Linked DNA regions of Mus musculus: region 1 is linked to region 2. The links are chromatin contacts, called in public promoter capture Hi-C maps. All regions are on one chromosome and are shown on one strand. Each heading gives the region's core, a stretch centred on a gene start, on an enhancer-like site or on the middle of the called end of the contact. The rest is flanking DNA. Distances are from core to core; before and after follow the strand shown.

Region 1 (6,427 bases), core at 851-3,350, 78 kb before region 2:
AAAAGTTTCAAATGATTTATTGTAGGCTTAGATTTTTCAAAACCTATTTTAATAAGGGTTGTCCCTTCTAGCTCACCACCCATGAGAGGAAGTGGAAAAGAAAGGTTATTTTAAAACTGTTTAGAAATAGTTCTTTTGGGGGGGCGGCTATTTCAGTCCTTGTTGTCCACAGTCCAGTCCTCTAGCAAAACACCAATAGGCATCAGCAGCTTCAATCCAGTCCACTGGGCAGTCACCAATCACAAATCAGCAAGGCAAACCAAAGCCAGAGCCTCATCAGCAAAGACTAGTTAGGCAGAGCAAGGTGCAATGCCAGAGCCACCTCCGACTGTCTATGGGGATATATTTATATTTTCTGAACATCATATGTCTGCTTCAGCAAAACATCCTTTCATCTGTGTCTGCTTCAGCAAAACATTCTTTCACATGTCTGCTTTAACATTCTTCCATGTGTCTGCTTTAGCAAAACATCATATGACATGACATAGTTTCCAAAGAAATCAGAAACTTCCACTTCAACTTATTTTACCTTTATATTCCTATTTCTAGTGTAGGTATTTGAGCTATTCTAGGAGATATGGGTAGAATTCTAAATAAAGATGTGTTTAGAAAACGTCAGCCAAAAGCAAAGTGGAACATAAGGCCTGTTACCTCTTTATAGAAACTGATATACTTATTTCACTTAAGTAAATGGTAATAATTCATCAGTTAAAATGAGACCTTCAGCTGCACAAGTGGCTCAGTGACAGAACACTTGCCTAGCTTGCACAAGGCTTGGGTGGGATTCACACACAGAGGCAGCCATTCAATGTGTTAACATCACTGAGGCTTCCGCTAAAACACTCATCTCATTGGTTCTTACTCTCCTCCGTTCTATGGCTTGAACTCAGGTACCATACATACTAGACAGACATGCTACCACTGAGCTGTTGTATCCCAAGGCAGTTTCATTGGGTTCTATGGCTGCTCTTTCAAAAGATGTGCTAATGTGCTTCTTTCTTGGCAAAATAGGTTCTCTCTCACTGTATGTGTGTCTGTGTGTGTGTTTACTGAATATTGAACCTATGGTTCCATGCATGCTAGGTGGTGCAGTTCCAGGCCCAGAGTGTGTAAAAGTTAAATATGAGCTGGGCATGGTGGTGCACGCCTTTAATCCCAGCACTCGGGAGTGTGGATTTCTGAGTTCGAGGCCAGCCTGGTCTACAGAGTGAGTTCCAGGACAGCCAGGGCTATACAGAGAAACCCTGTCTCGAAAAACCAAAAAAAAAAAAAAAAGTAAATATGAAATACCATTATAGACCTGGGCGTGGTCGTAGCACCTCTTTAATTCCAGCACTCAGGATACAGAGGCAGGCAGATCTCTGAGTTTGAGAACAGCCTGATCTACATAGCATAATCTTGGCCAGCCAAAGCTTCACAGTGACACCATTACAGAGATTGTTTACTGAAGTTCCATTGATTTCACATTGTGGAGTAAACACCACCAAGTTCATTCCTAATTGTGCTCCTTCCTCCACCCTTCTTGTGACTTCAACTAGGCAGGCTGTGAGGAGAGCCAAGCAGTTCCTGCAGAGATAGATCAAAGGCTGCTTAATACCCCCTGCTTTACTATGAGGTGCTAAAGCCTGAGACTGCAGCTTCTGGAGCAAGTTAGGCAGGTCAGCTATAGAAGCAAAGTGACTTAGACTTAATATAGGTAAATATTTCATTATTATATTGTTAGAGTTAGGTAATCTAAAACCTCATTGGAGAGTGCCAGGACTGCATTTTTGCTTCAAGAATGATTAACCACAGGATCGGCTGCCAAGCACAGATGGCTTATCTTGAGACCAGATATCTCCCATTCATGTGGCTATCTTCAGGCCATTCCTTGGGTGGGAGATTTTATTGTCTTGTTCCTTGGACTTTGGGGTCTGCTACTGGAGCAGGTGGCTTATGGCCGAGTTTCTGACTGTAGACAAAATGGAATGAATAGACCCCTTCACCCCTAGACCTTCATTTCTTAGACCCTTACTTTTGGGGGAAGCTTTCTATTCTCAGGTTTCAGCACCATCTGATAGGTTATTTCAACACCATCGGTGATATGAGCCAATTTAGGCCAGATTAGATTTAGGTACCTCTATTGGAAAGCTGCTCTCAGGTGGGGGAGTTCACTGGCCCCAAGGCCAGGGAAGTCACCATGGAAAAATGGGGGAGGGGGATAAGTAAGGAAGAGAGAAAGGGGTTACAGGCACTTGCAGAGAGAAGAGGAGAGATGGAATGTCTGGATTATATAGGGAAAGGCCTCTGGGGGAAGGGCAGCCCAGCCCCTGGTCTGGAAAATTCAAGGTTGGAGGCAGGGTATGTCAGGTAGGGACTGAGGAATGCTGGGAAAACCTGGAAGTCAGATCTGCTTCGATATGTAAAATATGCAGCTCAGTTTCTTGTCCAGGGGTCCAAAACCAAGGCCTGGGCTATTCGCAGGGAGTGCCCATTGATGTTGGGGCTGGAATAAAGCAGTGAATGGAGTTTGGAGGAGATTTGTGTGACCCACTGGAGAAGGAGGTGGGGCTGCTGCAAGTGGTCTGTTACCAAACTGGATATAAGGTTAGTATCCCGACCTAGTTATTCGTGGGATTGAGGGGGACCAAGCCTGAAAAAGAAACAGGTGAGAGGAGAGAGACCAAACAAAGGGTTGTCAAGGTCTGTTTAATGGAGGCTAGGAGCCTGATTATAAGCACACAGTGAGAGAAAATAGGGAGGGGCCGAGGGGGAATGATCAAAGCACAGAGAGAGGGACGGACATCTGGGGAGGATGCTGAGTGCAGGCTTCAAACATCTAGCAGCTTATCTTGGAATGCTGGCTCTATCTAAACAGTCCCAGGCACCAAGTCGAGACAAGAAGGAGGAGGTGACTCTGCTCCCATCAAAGGGTCAGTTGGATCTTCAGGGTGGGAGTTGTTGAAGGTCTGGTTTCCCACAGTTTGGTCTCAGATTAGGGGATTGGTGTCCGAGGGAGCAGCCTAGAGAGCTCTGCCATTATCCTACCAGCATCCCTGACCTAAGTGGCCTGCAAGTTTCCAGGGAGTGCCTGCTTGAGTTGGGGGCTGGGAAAAAGCAATGAGAAGCAGGAGGGAAATTAGGGGATCCATTGAAGATGGGGGCAGGGAGAATGGGAAGCCGCAGCAGGTGGTCTGCTGCAAAGCAGGAAATGGGGCTGGGGGATTGGTTTTAGAGGAGCTGAGAGAGAAGTGAGGATCTGAAATTTTCCTACTTGCTTCCCAAGCTGCATGTTTACATTTCTTTTATTTATATATGTACACTGACGCTGTCTTCAGACAGCACCAGAAGAGGGCATCAGATCCCATTAAAAATGGTGTGAGCCACCACATGGGAAGATCAGTCAGTGCTCTTAACCACTGAGCCATCTCTCCAGCTCCCAAGTTTACATTTCTAAGCCCCCCCCCCCACGTAGATACTAATGAAAATTTTGAGTAGCAGCAGTCGACTCACTGGGTAATTAAAATTCTCTGACTTCCAAAAGTCCAGAATCACAAGTACAGAACTTCCAAGATCCCAGTGCACTTTATCAGTTGATAGTTTGCCTAGTTTATACAAAGATCAGGGTTCAGTCCCTAGTATTGCACAAATCAGGATCCAGCACTTTTGGTAGAGGCTGGAATATGAGTTCAAGGCCACGGACACATAGATGGACACAAAACAGTAAAAACCTTCTAAAACAATATTCTGCATCCCTAGCCCCCAAATTCCTATATAGTTACCGTAGTTCTTTTTGTTTGTTTTTAATTTTGCTACCTCTCTGCCTTTTAAATCTAATCTTATCATCATAGTATCCTGGTGTTTATTGTTAGAAAATATGTAATTCAAGCATCCAAGACAATTCCAAAGCAATGTATAAGACTATGAGGGTACCTTGGAAAGACTAAATTTGGTATTTATAACATGCAAAGTGGCAGTGCTCAACTTTTAAATCAGATAATAGGAAGTATAACATATGTAAGTACAAATCCAAAATTTCCAAAATAATTAAGAACCTTTTTTTGGGGGTTGGTTGTTTGTTTGTTTTTTCGAGACAGGGTTTCTCTATATAGCCCTGGCTGTCCTGGAACTCACTTTGTAGACCAGGATGGCCTTGAACTCAGAAATCTACCTGCCTCTGCCTCCTGAGATAAAAACCATTTCTTAACCCAGTGAATAGACCATTTGGTTGCCTCAGAAGGAATAGAGAAACTTTGGTTTTTTTATTTTTTTATTTTTTTTTAAGCCCATAGAAGTATCTTTAATTTGCCTGATAAAAATTATTTTGGAGGCTTACTGCTGAATGAACTCACCCTCTTATTGTAGGTAGCCCTGGGCCTAATTATATTTGATGTTAAATCCATTTTCATGTGAGTGGTTGCAAACGAGGAATGGGTCAACACTCAGGTGATTTCCTGTAAACTTCACACCTTAATTTATAAAATAAAGGAGAGCTGATGATTGAACAGATAAAAGGGAAGGTGGAGAGGAAGGTGGGGAGAGGGAAAAAGGAAAAATGGAATAGGGAGAGGAACAGAGGAGTAGGAAGAAGAGAAACTGAGCAGAAGCACATGACCTGGAGAAACTGCAAGTCCTAAGGGGTCTCATAGATGTGGAAGATGGTAGTGTAGCGGTAGATCTGCCCAATCTAGGCACACAGCATGTATTCAATATAAATTGAGTTATTTTCATTACCGGGGCATAGTTGGAGATTTACCACAATACTCTCTCTAGCTTTTTTCTGAACTCTAGCTGGATGGTTCAACTCAGCTGTTCTGGCTCAAACTCTTCTCCAGTCTCTTACTCAATTTGGCTTATTTCAGCTTCTCACTGAATTGCTCTGCTTAGCCTTAAACTAACTAGCATTTTATTCTAATCTTCTGGCTCCTTATCCTCTGGCTTATTCTATCTTCCTAAAACATCTCTCTATAAAACTGCTTCCTCTCTGTTGTCTTGAGAGTTGGGCATATCCTACTCTCTGACTCATTCGGTCAAATCTTTGATTAGTCACTTTCTCTGCCCCTCAACTAGCTATCACTTTCAAACATGACTGATTCCATCTATAAACTAACCTTACTTTTCTTTCTTTTTTTTAAAAAAAGATTTATTTATTATTATACATAAGTACGTTGTAGCTGTCTTCAGACACCAGAAGAGGGTGTCAGATCTCATTACGGGTGGTTGTGAGCCACCGTGTGGTTGCTGGGATTTGAACTCAGGACCTTGGAAGAACAGTTGAGCCATCTCGCCAGCCCCTAACCTTACTTTTCATTGTTTGGGACTAAAGGTATGCACTAAAGAAATGACTGCATTCCAGCCACACCACAACTACTGTGATCTAGGGAGTACCTGTATTCCAGCTGAATCACATAAACTTAGAAAGCCTTTGGATGTGATCCCTTGCCAGAGCAGCCATATTGTTGAACTAAAATTCCTCTACATAACCAGTTATAGCTTTAATCTGTAATACCTCCTCACTGCCAAGATTTGTGTTGAAAGCCTAGTCCATCCCCAGTGAATTCGTGTTCATAAGTGGATCTTAAGTGTTGGGATTCAGACCTGGAACCAAGTGGCTGAAATGCATATTTTACATAACAAAGTGAACCTGACCTCCAGGTTCTCCCACCTGTTACAGGGCACACAATTGGCATACCCAGCCCTCTGTCATGAACTGTCCAGCTGACGTGCTGGGCTTCCCCACCCATAGAAGATCTTCCCTATATAACCCAGATATTTTGGTCTCCCTCTCTCTCCCTCCCTCTCTCCTGCATTTTCTCTCCCTGCTTGTACACTCTTTCTCTCATTCTCTTCCCCATGGCAACTTCCCTGGTCTTGTTCCTTGGGACCAGTGAACCCACCCTTATCCCTGGTCCCTTGCTCTCTGCTTCCTGGTCACCATAATGTGAGAAGCCATTTCTGCTGCATACTGTGGTTGCCTTAATATCTCACCCCACCTCAACACAAAGCAATGGAACCAGCAGACCATGGATTGGAGCCTCTGAAACGGAGCTAGATCACTTCTCTTTTAAGCTGATTTCCTCAGTTATTTTGATATAGTATCAGAAAGATAACACTTGAGTTCCTTATTTATCTTTCCAGAGATATTTTATTAATACTGAAGCAAATTATATATATTACATCCATACATACATACATATATAAATATACCTTCTACATATGCAATTGTATATGATAGAGTGCTTTGTTATAAAATCCTGACACCTTGGTATGTGAAATGGGAACATAACCATAACTAACTTTAATAAACCATACAGTTATTCAAGGTGTCACAGCAAAGGAATGAAGAAATTTACTTTATTATCTATCTATCTATTTTTGGAACAGGGTCTTACTATATAGCTCTGGCTGTCCTTGAACTCACTATAGACCAAGCTGTCCTCAAAGTCAC
Region 2 (6,128 bases), core at 3,081-5,580:
ATGTAGATATATGTATGTATGTGTGTACATATGTATATGTAAATATACATATATAATATAAACTATCTAGAGATTTGACAGGTGATAACTTGGGCATAGAATTACTCATTTCTTTAAAAAGTTAATGCGTTTAGTGGATTTTACCATTAGACAGCCCAACAATGGTGTTTCTGATATTGCTGATTCAGTCACTGGAAACCTATATCTGTATGCCAGTTTTGTGGCAATGTAAATAATGTAAATATAGTGCTCTGCACTATAGCATTGGATTTGTGTGTAAAATTTCAGTCTCGTAACCTTTAGTTTAAATTACTTCAGTGAAATGTTTTTATATAACTTTTTAATCACCATATGTTGATGTGGGTATAGTAATTACATGACACCAATGATATTAGTGTTGTTTTTTTTTTTTAAGTTTCTAACCGCAGGTTTCTTTTTCTTTGACTTTTTTTTTTTTTTTACATTTTATTTATTTTTAGTTTGTTTGCTAGTTTGTTTTTGAGACAAGGTCTTACTGTATAACCTTGACTAGATTGAAATGGGACTCACTTTATAGAATTGACAGAGATCCACCTGTCTCTGCCTCCTGAGTCCAGACTTTTTTTTTTAATTGATAGTTCTCCAAATATTGGAGACAAATATTATTCATCTAAGGTTGTTAAATATAATTAGTAAATAGACATATATACACACATATATAAATACATATGCACCACGCATGATAGTATGTACCTTTAATCCCAGCACTCAGGAGGCAGAGGCAGGTGGATTTCTGAGTTTGAGGCCAGCTTGGTTTATAGAGCAAGTTCCAGATTAGCGAGGGCTGCACAGAGAAACCCTATCTTTAATAACAATAATAATTTTAAAATTATGTCTTTTTAAGTTCCACTTATTAATTGATTATCAATTATTTGTTATAGGTGAAAATTTTGATCAGAGTCCTCTGAGAAGAACATTCAAATCCAAAGTTCTGGCCCACTATCCTCAAAACATAGAATGGAACCCTTTTGATCAAGATGCAGTGAACATGGTATATATTTTCCTTTTTCTTTCCATTGTTTAGCATTGCTATTAGTTTATTAAAATATAAATGATAAATGTCTATATTATTTAATTCAATTAATCCTTTAAGTTATATGAGAAATAGTATTTTTAAGATTTTGGTTTTTTTGGGGCTGGAAAGATGGCTCAGCGGTTAAGAGCACCGACTGCTCTTCTAAAGGTCCCGAGTTCAAATCCCAGCAACCACATGGTGGCTCCCAACCATCCATAATGAGATCTGACGCCCTCTTCTGGTGTGTCTGAAGACAGCTACAGTGTACTTACATATAATAAATAAATAAGTAAATCTTTAAAAAAAAAAAAGATTTTGTTTTTTAGTGTGTGCATGGGTGTCTGGTTTTTGTATGCTACATATGTATTAGTGCACACAGAGACCAGAAGAGGGCATCAGATCCCCTGGAGCTGGAGCTAGAGTGGGTTGATATCCACTTAGTGTGGGTGTTGGGAACAAAATTCAGATCCTTGGAAAAACATCAAGTGCTCTTAAATACAAAGCCATCTCTCCACAGAACCCTAGAAATATAATACTGTCTAACTTACAGATGGAGAAATTGAGTCTCCAAGAAGATAGTCAGATTTCCCACAGCCGTTATGTTATCACAGTATCTTACTTGTTAGTTATATACAGCAGAACCTCAAGTCCATTTTATTTTCTATTATTAATCTGTGTTTGGGTTTGATACTTTAAACAGTGATAACCACTTTGATCAAGGGAAGGAGAATAATACGTTTCTGTATACCAAGGAATAACGTATCCTGGGCTTATATTTTATCATTTTCACAGACATCATGGAAGATGGAAAGGAACTTTAAAACTCTTTGATTGTTTGTTTGCTTGCTTGTTTGTTTGTTTGTGTATATATATATATATATATATATTTGGGCTCAGTTATGTGGAGATCAGAGGACAACTTGTAAGACTTGATTTCTTTCTATCTTGTAGCAGTAGATGAAACTCAGTCTCTCAGTTGTTATAATCACCATAACTGAGGTGGAAAGGAGAGGAGCCTACATTCATTATTTAAACATTGCTAGAAATTTATTGATTAAAGCATTTGAATCATTACAGTATGTTACTCAGTAGTGATTAAAATTTCTCTGGGCAGCAAGCAGGTTGGCTCAGTAGGTAACTGATGACATGAGTTTGATCCTCAAATCCTAATGTAGAAGGAGAAAACCAACTCCTGAAAGTTGTCCTCTGACGTCAAAGCTCATACACCTACATAGCCAATACCCCACACACCATATGTGTATGCACATAAACAGTAACAATAAATATAATCTTTAAATAAATGTCTCCTTTGAGATTCATGGGAGGGAGGAAGGCAATAGGTTTGTTTGTTTGGTTGGTTGGTTGGTTGTTTAGTTGTTTGTTTGTTTGGTTTTTTTTCAGTGTTCTATGAAGTATTCTGCTTGGTAGTACTTTAGACCTTTATCACCTCTATAACAAACATAATTAAAGAGACCCAACATAAGCAAATAAGAGATCAGACAAGATGGACACAGAAACTACTAATGGCAGGTTGAGATCTGGTATAGATGTAGTTCTTGAGAATTTCAAAAGTAGAGCCAAAAAACATAAAGGTTTCCATTATGGCCTGACTGTAAGGAAAGGAAGTTATTTGGTAGATGCCTGCTAGGTACTTCAGGTATGTTGTTTTTAGATATGCATTGTCTTAGGATATTACTGCTGTGAAGAGACACAGTGACCATGGCAATTCTTAGGAAGGAAAACATTTTATTGGAGCTGGCTTACAGGTTCAGAGGTTCAGTCATGGCAGGAAGCATGGCACATCCAGGCCAGCATGGTGCTGGAGAGGGAGCTGATAGTTTTCCATCTTGATTCTCAGGCAGCAAGGAGAGACTGTGTTCCACACTGGGTGTAACTTGAGCTTAGGAGACCTCAAAACCTGCTCCCACAGTGACACACTTTCTCCAACAAGGCCACACCTCCTAATAGTGCCACTCCCTATGAGCCAAGCATTCAAACACATGAGTCTGTGGGGGCCATATCTATTCAGACCACCATATGCATTATGATGGTTAATCTTTCATTGTCATCTTACCTGGATTTAGAATAACCTATGAGACAAACCAGTTTGGTCTACAGATTAAGTTCAAGGACAGCCAGGGCTACACAAAGAAACCCAATCTCTTACTTGGATTTATTAATCACTGTCTAATTGACTTCTGCTTCTGCTAATACTTCTCTTCATTCGACTCTCTTTTCCAAAGTAAATTATTTATTATTATTATTATTATTATTTATGAAAGGCTTATTTTATAATAAGCCCAGTGAGATAGTTCAACAGGTAAAAGCACTTGCCACCGAACAATTCAACACCAAACAGTCCCCAGAACCCGAGTTGTACAAGGATAGAATCAATTTCCAAAAATTACCCTTTGACCTATACACATATACAATGGCATGTGTGCCCTATGTATGTATGTACATACGTACATGTTTTTAAAATATTTATTTATTAATGTGTATATCTGTGAGAGTGAGTACCAGTAACATCCAGAGAAATCAGATCCCTTGGTTACAAGCAACCGTGAGCTTCTTGACATGGGTACTGAAAACCAAACTCTGATCCTCTGCAAAAACACTATTAATGACTTAATGACTAAGCCATTTCTCCAGCACCTATGGTAAATTCTTGATTGTTAAGATTTTATTTTAAATTGGATATTCTTAGAGAAGGTGTCCCTTTAACAGGTTCCTTACAATCCTATATCTTTTTATAATCCCTGTTTCAGTTGCAGTTATTAATTACATAATTAGCATTCAAATCTATATCTCTTGTTATAATGTTGACATCACAAGGGACAAAATAGTTTCACTTAGAGGCTTACCCACTGCCACATGGCACAGCCTGCAATGCCACCACAATGATCAAGTCTGTGGGAGAAATGGGAGAAGTGGAATGGTTTGTGCTTTGTGAAGAGAGGTGGAACTGGAAATGAGAGAGTGGTGAGGAACAGCCTGATGGGAGTAGCCTGCACTGCCACCTGAGGCCATCGTGATGTCCCACCCATGCTGCCTCTGAGGGCCACATCTGGGTCCACTGCCCTTCAGCAGCAAGAGCCTGTGTTGAAGTCCCTGGCCCTGTGGAAGTCCCTGGTCTAGGCTGCCACCTGGGATACTGTTGATGTCTAAATGCTGCAGAGAGCTGGCCCCACCCCTCACTGGGACAGTGCTAGAGAGCTGGCCCTGGTGGTAGGTAAGGGAGAGCTGGCCTCAGTGGTGTGGGTATAAAAGAGTTGGCCCCAGTGGTGTGAGCATAGAAGAACCAGTCTGCTCTTTTCTGGCTGCCACAGGCAGGAGAGCTGGCTCTGGTGGCACAAGCACAAGAGATCTGGCAGGCTGACCAGCTCAGCTACCAGCCAGGCCCAGATCCAGGGCTTTGGTTGGCCCACCCCAACATCTACCTCATCCATGAACCTCTGGAGTGTGTGAAAAGGCTGGCCCTTCACATCCAAAGCTACAGGATCTCCATGGCACAGTTCAACAACAGGATATCCAAGAGGAGTTCTGGTGAGGATCCAGTATTGATAGTGTAGCAGAATCCAGAGGCCTGGAACCAGACCAATGACTCATTGCAATGAACACTTGCAAGTAAAGTTGTATGGGTAAAAGAGTATATACTCTGTGACACACTGAGGTTTTATTCTTTTAATTATTTTCTTATTTTATTTTTTGTTTTCTTTTATAGGGGAGATTGCAAGGGTAGAGGATAGATATGAAGGGACAAGGAGATGAGCGGAATTGAGGTACATGATGTGAAATGCACAAAGAATCAATAAAAAGTTAAAAAAAATAATTTCTCTTATTCCTTGCTAGAACCCTAACTTAGCACATAGTTTAGATACTCAAAGCCTGACTAAGTAATAAGGTGGCCCTGTTTGCTTCTCTTCCCTGTCCTTGTTGTCAGGTGCTACTGAGTACAAAACCATATCTGAAGCTACATAATTGAGTGATCTCTTCTTGCTCCTGGAGCACCTTGATCATCTCCCATAGCAGCTTAGTTTATGTCTGTCTTTCCTACTAGACTATGAAATCACTTAAGTAAAGAATTATTCTCGGGCTGGTGAGATGGCTCAGTGGGTAAGAGCACCCGACTGCTCTTCCGAAGGTCCGAAGTTCAAATCCCAGCAACCACATGGTGGCTCACAACCCCCCTTAATGAGATCTGATGCCCTCTTCTGGTGCATCTGAAGACAGCTACAGTGTACTTACATATAATAAATAAATAAATCTTTAAAAAAAAAAAAAGAATTATTCTCATATTTTTCTTCTAAGTCTGATGCAATACACAAGATAAAATAATAGTGTACTAAAGAAAGGAAGGCAGAAAGAAGGTAGGAGGGCAAAGTGAGCTATTCCATTGGGTTTTCTTTTCTTTTTTTTTTTTAAGGAATTTATTTATTTGTTTTGTTTTGTTTTTTTGAGACAGGGTTTCTCTGTGTAGCCTTGGCTGTCCTGGAACTCACTCTGTAGACCAGGCTGGCCTCAAACTCAGAAATCCGCCTGCCTCTGCCTCCTGAGTGCTGGGATTAAAGGCGTGCGCCACCATGCCCAGCTCCATTGGGTTTTCTGAATAATTTTTCTTTCATAGGCTAATGAGGAAAAGAGTATTAGAATTATAGAATATAGAAGAGGAACTTGCTAAAACTCAAGCCAAAATTATAATCCCAGTACTTAACAAATGCAGGCAGTAGGGTTCATTATCATCCACATCATAAATTAAAGTCTGGCCTGGGCTACATGAAACTCAAGAAACCAGCCCGCTAAATAAATAATAAATAAATCTGATGAAATTGTAGCCAAAGTGCCTGGAAGGGGAGGTAACTAAGGACACTGGCTGATCATGCTAGAGGAGGGCTGTGGACAGCACTGTCCAATATTTGGTTACAAGACACATTTTATTTTTTAGTTATTTTATTGTGAGTTGAAGAGTATATTGTTAGAAAGTACAATATTGTGGGTTAACAAGATACTTGAGCCATGGTAAGCAAATTACGATTTATGTCTCAGTTTTTCTGAGAGAGATGTCTTGTTTCCT

The links. Promoter capture Hi-C pulls out the DNA fragments that hold promoters and counts their contacts.
Region 1: a contact with region 2 is called in a promoter capture Hi-C map of liver, with 2.5 times the contacts expected there. The contact joins two enhancer-like sites. A contact is called at or near these places in 3 of 39 promoter capture datasets (liver and macrophages), 1 of 484 Hi-C or Micro-C datasets (nephron progenitors), 1 of 115 datasets of contacts at active chromatin or transcription factors (embryonic stem cells) and 2 of 9 other capture datasets (adipose tissue and pancreatic islet).

What each region holds. Positions count from the first base shown.
Region 1 is chr6:149,150,849-149,157,275 of GRCm38.p6, reverse strand. Etfbkmt (electron transfer flavoprotein beta subunit lysine methyltransferase) reads right to left here. Exons shown (of 5, transcript NM_001252095.1): 5 at 6,105-6,427. It also overlaps a transcript of Amn1 not described here. Among named protein-coding and RNA genes, the nearest start is that of Etfbkmt, 13 kb to the right of the region's middle. Within about 2 kb of position 2,100, at least 62 of the 459 cell types and tissues checked have an H3K27ac peak or open chromatin away from gene starts, as enhancers often do. A contact at or near this core is called in liver, where this site is marked.
Region 2 is chr6:149,075,708-149,081,835 of GRCm38.p6, reverse strand. It overlaps Dennd5b (DENN/MADD domain containing 5B), which reads left to right. Exons shown (of 21, transcript NM_177192.3): 2 at 921-1,030. Among named protein-coding and RNA genes, the nearest start is that of Gm23462, 4.7 kb to the right of the region's middle. Within about 2 kb of position 4,330, at least 12 of the 459 cell types and tissues checked have an H3K27ac peak or open chromatin away from gene starts, as enhancers often do. A contact at or near this core is called in liver, where this site is marked.